2 separate regions of the Mus musculus genome follow, and region 1 is linked to region 2. A link is a contact called in public Hi-C data. All regions are on one chromosome and are shown on one strand. The core of a region is the stretch at or near the end of the contact, and the rest is flanking DNA. Distances in the headings are between cores, read along the strand shown.

Region 1 (4,688 bases), core at 2,090-4,589, 76 kb before region 2:
AAAATGTATAATTATGTACGGTATTTAGAAAAAAAAACCTGTGTGTCCATTTCTCCAATAGAATACATTTAGACTCTCTTGAACAGTCAGAGAAATTTATTCTTTGGTATGAAGTCAGATGGAGGCTTTTGCCTTCTTTGGAACAAAAGATCGTTCATAACCTAAGGCACAAAAGTTTAACTTGAGCTACTGCATGCGTCACCAAGGGGACACTAAGTAAGGCCTTCAAACAGTTACCACAAATCTGTAGCCTGAGGTTATTTCAAAATTAACAGTTTCACATAGAACCGACATGACAACAAAGTGTATATATTTTATATAAATATCTGCCACACACTTATTTATATACATATATGTTAGATGAAAATATTATATATATATATGGCTTCAGTCCACTAAGCACAGTGGCTGTACAGCTCAAAAATGAATTTAAAAAGTATATATGTATACACACAGAACCATGCACAAATTATTCGACTTATTTTAGATCAAAATATATTTTAGATGATACCAATACATAGAGTAGCAAAATAATAAAGGTGACTTCTCTTTAAGAGTTATTCAGAAAGTCAAATCACAGTAGATTCCAGTGCCCTATGTCACACATGAGACCTAGTTGATCCCATGGTAACTGTGTTCCACATGCAATCCATACTTCATCTGCATTCTTTGGCAGACGACTATTACAGGACTTTAGGAAGCAAGTAGCTCTCTCTTACAATGGTAATGAAACATACACATTTGAGCAGCCAATTATTTTTTTCTTTCTGTTGGATTGAAGCTGATAGTGTAGTGCGAACCCATTCTCGCTAGTTACAACACACTGCCAAGAGCCATCTCTTTGGTGTAAGGGGAAGATCAAAATGCATACGAACATGTCCTACTCACACACAATTCCCCCTCTTACAGTGGAAAATCTGTTCCCCTTTCAGTTGCCTTTAAACATTCTTTGACAAGTAGATTTCAAAGCCAGAGATTTAAAACTCTGCTTGGTTTACTGGGGAAGGACATTTGCATTTTAACCTTTAAAGGAACTGGGCTGTTCTTTTGGCTCACTCAACTTTGGTACTTTCTGTTCTAATATACAGAGAGCTTGATCAGCTATGATCAACAGAAATAGCTTTAGTTTAGCAAACCTTGACTTTTCCAAGAGTTATGCATGGTGTTCCCATCTAAAGGTGGTGTTTGCTGTATTTAAATGCCTTGGTCTGAGTAACTGTCGTGATTTATATGATAAAAACACTTAGATCATTCATCAAGAATAGTGACTAATTCGATTTGGCCCTTCTAATATGTAAGGTAATTCACCAATGAATTGCTACACTTTTAACTTCTATTTAACAGCATATACTTATGGATTGCAAGCAAGGGATTAAAGATTTGTCTTGGGTACCAAATCACATAACGAGGATTCAAAGGATTAACTTATAAACAACAGTGTTCATCAATTAAGCATTTTAACTAACATTTTGAAAAGGCTTTATTAGAAAAGAACTTCATGGCTGGATCTCTTCTAAAGAGTAGTGTTTACAAACAGACTGTCATTTCCAATAGACCTGACCTTTTCTTTAGATAAGTAAGCATTATTTTCTCTGTTTAGGCCGGAGAAAAAAAGAAATAAAAGGTACATGAAATAAAAGGACTATATATAAGGCAAGCATTTCTCTTTTTCTTTGCATTATAACATGAATTAATTAAATTGTGGCCTTTGTTATAATAACTGTAATGATTCATTAAACTATATTATGTAATATATTTTTACTTTTATAATTGCATTTTTTATAATTCACTATTGTTATATGTTCTTTGATAGATTTTCAAAAACACAACATAGTTAACAGTAAAAATGGAGACCAGAAAGCCAAAGTCAGAAAAAAAATGATATATTTTGTTTACATAAATAAGTGGAAAACACATAGGTAACCTTCGAAATTTCTTTATTGTTGTGAATTGGTAATTTTATTGCAGTCTCCTTTGGGAAAAAATGTCTCAAAATTTAACTTCCCTTGTTGCAAAAGTGATTTTAAAATGCCATATTATTCATTAAGCATTAATTAAAGAACAGCAGGATAATTAGTAGGATCATCAATATTACAAGAAACATTAGGTTGCTCCAGAAGGGGCAACTTAGCTAGAAACACTTTCATTTTTCTCAAGTAGTGCAGATCACAGAGTCAGGGTTGGGGAAGACATCCAAAATGATTCTTAGGGGATATAGTTTTAAACTACTGTTTGGAAACATGCTCTTTTATCAATATTTATTTTATTAAGGAAAGACAATGGGACTCACTTGAGCCCTGTGGCCCCCACCAGAGATGTCCCTGTGGTAGTTATCCAGCTTCTCATAGGAGAGAAGTGACCATTCACCAGTTCTATGTAGACTGGATTAATGTCTCCAGTAGATTTGAAATCACCAACTATTCTCTGCTCATTGTATCCTCCAGGTCTGGGTTCGTGAACAGCCATCCTATTTAAAAGTCAGCCATTGTTTAGGGTTTTCTATGAGTATCTTGTCAAGCACCCTCTCAGTCAGACCTCTAAGGAGCATCTTAGGAACAATGTTGGTAAGGATGTGTGAGTAGCCGTGACCTCCGTACTTCATCAACCGATGCTTTGTGTGTATGTCATGTGCCATGAGAATCCGATCTTCATAGCCCTCATCCACTAGAAAATGGACCCTGTGTAAAAACATTAACTCATTACATAACAATAGTTTCACATGTGAGATGTTACCTTTCACTCCTGTACATGCTGTGCTTGTAAAGGTTCTGCCTTTCGCCGTGGCATAAGTACCAGGGGATTCTAAGTGAATACCAAGGAGGCATTACTTCAACCTGATATGAATGAGATCCTCATTCTGTGCACACAGAACTTTCTACCGAGTCATATCTCTGACAGTGTCTCCTCTCTCTAAAATGCTCATCGTAGGCTCAATGTTGATTCTCCCTCCCCCCAACCCAAGTCACTGGGCACTTGTGATTAAAATATAGAAACAAAAGGAATCTTCAGATGAGTAAAGTCAGCTGATTTCCAAGTGCAGAGTATGTGCTAAATACAGTCAATGGAAATGGTCTGGCAAAGTTCTCTGTATTCGAGCCATATGCTCCTCTGAAGTCTGCAGGAATTTTGACTTAGTAGTAGTCCCTTAACATTAGATGAAACTGACCAAAAGATCTTTGTCTTCCTTGTCAAAAGGCTGCTAAAATAGCAAGCTGTTCCTTTAAATCTATAGTCAGTTAACTAAAAGACAGCTCCCTAGCTGAAAAAAAAATGTAATCCTCTTTGCCTAGTTAAGAGCTGTAATCTGCAGCATGAGTCACCTCCTGACAGCCACCATCTGTATATGTCTGCACTCTGGACAGTGTCTGTCCCTGACCACTGTGGGCCTTTGATGTCAGAGGTACAACTTGCAAATGATGGTTTTTCCTTGGGATGCTTATATACAAAATCTCGTGAGCATCAAGAGTATCACATGCATGTAGGTGGATGGATCAAGCTCGTCTCTGGGAGCTGACTATTTGAAAGGTCTTCTGTTTTAATAGACAGATAGAGCATTTCTTGGTATTCTCAGGCACAAGTCCTGTTTAATAACTACTGTGATACTCACGGGACACTACACACAAAAATCCAAGGCACGAAAATCTGCCCTCTGAGAACCTTTAAAATAAGTTACAATTGAATACTAGGCCGATTTAAAGGTCAAAGGAATGTAAGTGCCAGAAAGAAGATCTAATTTGGGTGCTCAGTAAAGAAACAGAGTTCACAGGCACACATGGATACCATGTCTGTTTTACAGCTGTATGGCACCTATTTACACCATTTATGCCATTATTTGGCTTCTTAAAACTGGTCCTGGAGTCCTGGTCTGTAGTTACTTTCTAACAAACTATATTTCAGGTGTTAGCTAAGGGAGTTTAATGATCATTTTCCATACAAAGGGAAAAGCCTCATAGGAAACCTGTGCCATTCCGAACCTCGGAATAACATGAACAGAATGGAATGTTCAGGAAGGGCAGCTTTCGGGGTGCTCTTGCTGTCTGATTGATTTTCCTGAGCATTCTCAATGTTTTACATCTTCTCTTATTGTCTGAGAACTGTAGTGCAGATGTAGCTCAGCAAACAAGGTAGCACTCAGGTTTAATGTACCACAGGCACTGGGCTCAAGCTCCAGCACTGCCTAAGAAAAAGTGGTGGAGGCACACAATCCCACTCCGGAGGTTGACACTGGAGGAGCTGGAGCAAAGGGGGACTCCAGGCTCACCATTGGCCTCCAGCCACTTGGGGACCACCCTGGGCTATTTCAGACTTCTTTTGTTGTTGTTATTGTTTTCAAAATAACAAAGGAAAAGCTGGGGTATTTCCTCTTCAAGCTCAGGACATAGCTCAGTGGTAGAGTAGTTGCTTCTCTGAGGACTTTGATACATCATTTCTGTGATAACATATGGTCAGACAAATTCCTGTGACATACCTTTGTTCCACCTTGACACACAATAGTCTTAAGTTGGGAAGTTGTAGGAGAGAGTATGATGGATAAAATTGTTGCAATTAAAAATAAGAACCCTACAAAACTGTAACACTACCCCAGAAAAGGAGAAGAGAAATGACTTAGAAACAGAATCATATGCTGACCATTGGAATGTGCCTGGACATGCCTATGCCAAGGGTTCTCAGGGGATGGCATCATGCAG
Region 2 (4,545 bases), core at 51-2,550:
TGTAATTAATTAGACTTTAGAGTTTAGGTAAATTTCAAAAAATAAGTACTTGGACATCCCTAGGATTCAGGAACCAGGAACAGAAATAAAATCTGTTTCCTCTTTGACTCCAAAACTACATATACTATGTTTCAGTTACTTTGATAATTTTAAAGTAACATCCAGCCTCCATAAATAAAATCATAATTTCATAAAGACACACTAGCAGAATCTGGTGTTCAAATTATCCTTTTGAAAATTGTCATCTGACTGATTGATAGTCAGAAATAGTCTGATCTTTTTCTTTTCGGTGCGCACTGCGATTCTCTCTCTTTCTCTCTCTCTTTCCCCCTCTCCCTCCTTGTCTCCTCTCTTCTTCCCTTTCCTTTTTCTTTTCTTTCTTTTTTTTTTTTTTTTGGCGTGAATTCATTATTTATAGAATGGCACCAGGCCTCAAGGATACTGTTGGACATCCATCCATCCCTTCTGTCTATGTAAACTAAAATGGAATGGTCCAAGTGGTTGTCTAGTCCCCGGGACCACTCATTCTTTCTTTGTCGCAACGAAAGCAGTATCCTTGAGTACAAAAAGTAAACGCTTGTTAGTCACTCCATGTCGGAGGAGATTTGAAGATGTCTGCCCTGGCAGGTATCACTATATCTAAGGCATCTTTACAGCCACCACTCAGAATCAGGGCGTATAAACTTTGCTCAGATATCTAAGGAGTCACATTTAAGTGTTGCAATACAGCTACAAGAAGGTAAACAATCCAGGAGAAAGTGGATTCTGCTGTTGAAGTTTGTTAAAGAAACCGGAGCAGGGAACAGATGCCTCCACCTTCCATTTCAGCCCATGTAGGGAGAGCAAAGCTACTGCAACAGGTCCCTAGAGTTCAGCAGTCAGACAGAACCGAGCAAGTACAGCACGGGACCTGCTCAGGGCCTCGAGCTTTCAAATCAGACTTTGGGAGACCTGAGGTTGGGGGAAGGTCAGCGCCCTCTGAGCCCAAGTCAGTTCTCCAAGGCTCCTGAAGCCAGGCCCCATGGTCTTTGCAACTCCGGGACCTCCAGAGAAAGGTGGCAGGGCCGCTTCCCCTTTCCCAGGGTGCCGCTCCACGTGGCTGCTTGCAGGACAAGCCCTGAGTTCCAGGCCTAAGTCCTCACCTTTCCTACCAGGTCCACAGCTACTTAACCAGCTCCGGGGCTTCCTTCATTCCGCGCTGTGCGCCGCCTTCTCCCCCTGGGAACTTGACTTGAGCTAGGTCGGCTTCCCCTCCCTTTGGGAAGTTGTCTCTCTCTTCCACCCCCACCCCCACCGCATCATCGCCTCACCCTGCCGCCGTCCCCTCCCTCCGATCCTCCCACTTTGCATGTCCACTAGCCTTTTCCCCGCCCACTGACCCTAAGTCACTCCCACTCAGATTTAAAACCACTCCCTGTGAGCCCGCGCCAGCTCTGAAACCCCGCCCATTAGGTTTCTGCTCTGACAGGGAGGATTTTAAGTCCAGGCTGAACTCCCACCAGCTGGAGGCCCTACTCAGGAGCAAGCCTGAAGTTTGCAGCTAAACTGCTCTCAGAGGCTGAGTTAAGAGCCCACCCAGTCTACATCCTAATTATCCCATTTCTCTTTGGCTCAGCTGATGTGAAATCCCCAAGGAGAAAGTAAGCTACTGGATTTTGCCCAGGTCTCAATTACAGACTCCTTGAGTAATTTTTTTTTCCTGTGTCCTCCAAGACAAGCACTGCCAATTTGATGTCATGCTGCGTTTTGTATCCCTATGATTAACACAGGGAATTCTGGCTTTCTCTCTTTTGTTGATTGTTTTGTTTTGGTTTTTTTTTTTCGTTTTCCTGGACCTGCTTGCTGCATTTAAAACTTGAGTGCTGTACTAGACCACATGAAGCAGCCCTACTACTTGGCATCACTGAACCAAGCTCAGTCAATATGCACTAGTCTGCAAATCATGGTCTTAGGAGCCGCTGTCACCATACAAAGTCTTACCTGTCTGCATTGAACTCCCATTTCATTTTAATCTGAAATCCGAGGAAGAGGAAGAACTTAGAGCAGTCATTTCTAAGGAAGACAGGTTTAGAGCTAAGAATCAATGGCTTATGAAGGCAGTTCTGTTACACTTGGAAACCAACCTGTTTCTGCTTAACGTTTAAAAATAGAGTTTTACTTGTTTAAAGGTTGTTACATTGTATTGTGTGTAGGTGAAAACGGTTTTCCTCGGAATTTCTTTCACTATATGGGTTCTGGGATGGAATTCAGATGGGCAAATCACCTTTATCTGCGAAGCCAGTCTGCAGGCAGTTTTTCTCTGATTACAGACAAGGAAACAGACTTAGAGAAGGCTCTTCAAGTTCTAGGCCAGGACTAAACTGCAGTTTAGTTTATATCAACCATGGTACCATATCTTCTTAGGGAGCTTTGATTGGAAGGCAGAAAATACTTTTATTTAAGTCAGAAGGAAAGAAAGAAGGAAAGTTACACAGTTCCCTTCTCTTTCTTTCCTCGATTACTTCTCTTTTTAAGCAATGCTACAGTAGGAGAAGCCCTTGATAAGGGGGTTAGTAAGGGGCAGATATTGAGAAAAATTTAGCTAGGTAAATCCTAGAATAAACATAGGGTCTCAAACTAAGAGAGGGGGAGAATAAATGTGGAAGTTAGGAAGAGCAGAATGCCCTCCCATGAGTAAGTCTTGCCTTTGCGTCCTGGGAGACTTGAATATTGTTCCCATGAGTGGGGCTCACACTGGGATGATATAATGAATAGATGGGTCGAGGGAGGCTTCTGGCGTGATTTCAGGGCTGGCTACCACTGTTCATTGCTCACACGGTAACCATGAAGCCGTATAAAAGTGTGCCTGGCAATGGTTGTTACGGAGAGGCCTAAGAGTCCATTACTTATTATGTTCTGTATTTTAGCAGTCCACTCTCCCAGGGATGAAATTATGCACAAGGTTCATGTTAAAAACGGACTTCAGTTTTTTTCCTTTAGGGAAATGATAAAGTTCTCTACCGCCCACATTAAACCCACCGAGCAGCATTCAGATTTCACATGCGGACTCTTTCTTCTGTGGCATTTTACACCTTAAAAAGATCGCAGGAAAGGAGAATGACCATAAGCTTTCATTATCATTAAGGGAATCATGAAATCGCAAATTAATATGTAAACCATTTATTTATATTTAAACACCCCTCCCCTCAGTAAAGTGCGACCATAGACAACTGTGAAACACTCTAGCATGTTGGGTCTAACTGTATATTGTTGTCTTGATGTATATTGTATGTTATTTGTATGCTGCTGCAAGTTGAATAACGAATAACGTCGAAGTTTAAAAATAAATTAAATAGTGGCTGGAGAGATGCTCATCTCTTACTCTTATAGAGGACCCCAGTTCAGTTTCCAGAACCCAGGCTGGGCATCTCACAGCTTCATGTAACTCCAGTTCCAGAGGCTCCAACATCATTCTCTGACTTCCTTAGGCACCTTTACTGACACGTACAGACCCATACACAGACACACATATATATAAAAATAATAAGATATTTATTTACTGTGATTTCATATATAAGTATTATATTGGCATTATTTCCCCTGTCTTGTTCTCCCTACAACTTCTCCCATGTACTACTCTCATTTCCTTCTCAAATACACGGCTTCTGAATTTTTGATGATTATTTTCATATATCCACATACATTATAAGTATAATCTGCTGAGTTAGCTTAGTTTCACTCATATGTTATATGTTACACTCATATGTTATATGTGTGTAGACCACTTGGGTTGCACCAGTTGTTTGGGAGCTCTTTCCTGGAAAAGATTGGTTCTTCCTCTCTCAATAGTCATTCATTTTAACACTTCATCTATGAGTAAGACCATGTGAGATTTCTCACACTCATGTGGGCATGTCACTTGGTATTGTCATTATTGAGCCTTGTTTAGGCAGCCACGCTGTTGACATTTTATGGGTGGGCACAACTTCCCTGTCACATGTAGAATATGCTATGTCACAGCAGATATCCTGCATCTGTTTAAAAATATAAAATAAAAAAAAAAAAACCAAACCCTTTTGCTGACCTCAGAATCTATTAGCTTTGTATATAATGAAACAAGAATAACAGCCGTGAAATGCTGTGCTGTTTAACTCTCAATGGTAACCTAACATCAGCTTGGGCTCCTCTTCAGTGTTTAGTCTTTCTTTCTGGGGAAACTTCCCTTGGACATATGTTTGAATCCTGGGGTAACAATGCCCATGATGAAATACTGAAGTTTAAAAACTCACATCATTAAGGAACCAAAGGTTTTTAAATCACCCTCACAGTTAAGGATTCAGTTCAAACGCATTCTCATTTCTACAGTGTTTGCTTTCCACTTTCACTGGGTCTTTGACTTTCAACCGTGCCTGTACTCAGCCATGCTAAATTGGCAGAGAGAGGATGAGATCAAACCCAGACCTTCATAGCCCCTTGCTGTCTGGGTTAACATGCAAGAAATACTCAGGTTTTTCATAATCCGGGTGAATTGTTTTAATTATGTACACAGTTTCTAGAAACACTCAG

Evidence for each region. Hi-C and Micro-C count contacts between places; a contact is called where the count stands out from the background.
Region 1: a Hi-C map of the N1E-115 cell line shows a contact between it and region 2, with 1.8 times the contacts expected there. The contact joins the enhancer-like site here to the promoter of Pter in region 2. A contact is called at or near these places in 2 of 39 promoter capture datasets (both in liver), 1 of 15 datasets of contacts at CTCF or cohesin (CD8 T cells), 9 of 484 Hi-C or Micro-C datasets (LSK cells, the N1E-115 cell line, Th1 cells and 6 more), 2 of 115 datasets of contacts at active chromatin or transcription factors (the SCID.adh cell line and embryonic stem cells) and 1 of 9 other capture datasets (adipose tissue).

The regions. Positions count from the first base shown.
Region 1 is chr2:12,998,847-13,003,534 of GRCm38.p6, reverse strand. It overlaps Pter (phosphotriesterase related), which reads right to left. Exons shown (of 6, transcript NM_001305437.1): 6 at 81-2,678. The coding sequence ends at 2,468. It overlaps C1ql3 (C1q-like 3), which reads left to right. Exons shown (of 2, transcript NM_153155.2): 2 at 1-1,648. Among named protein-coding and RNA genes, the nearest start is that of C1ql3, 9.7 kb to the left of the region's middle. Within about 2 kb of position 3,339, at least 9 of the 459 cell types and tissues checked have an H3K27ac peak or open chromatin away from gene starts, as enhancers often do. A contact at or near this core is called in the N1E-115 cell line and rod photoreceptor, where this site is marked.
Region 2 is chr2:12,920,796-12,925,340 of GRCm38.p6, reverse strand. It overlaps Pter (phosphotriesterase related), which reads right to left and starts at 1,300. Exons shown (of 6, transcript NM_001305437.1): 1 at 1,143-1,300.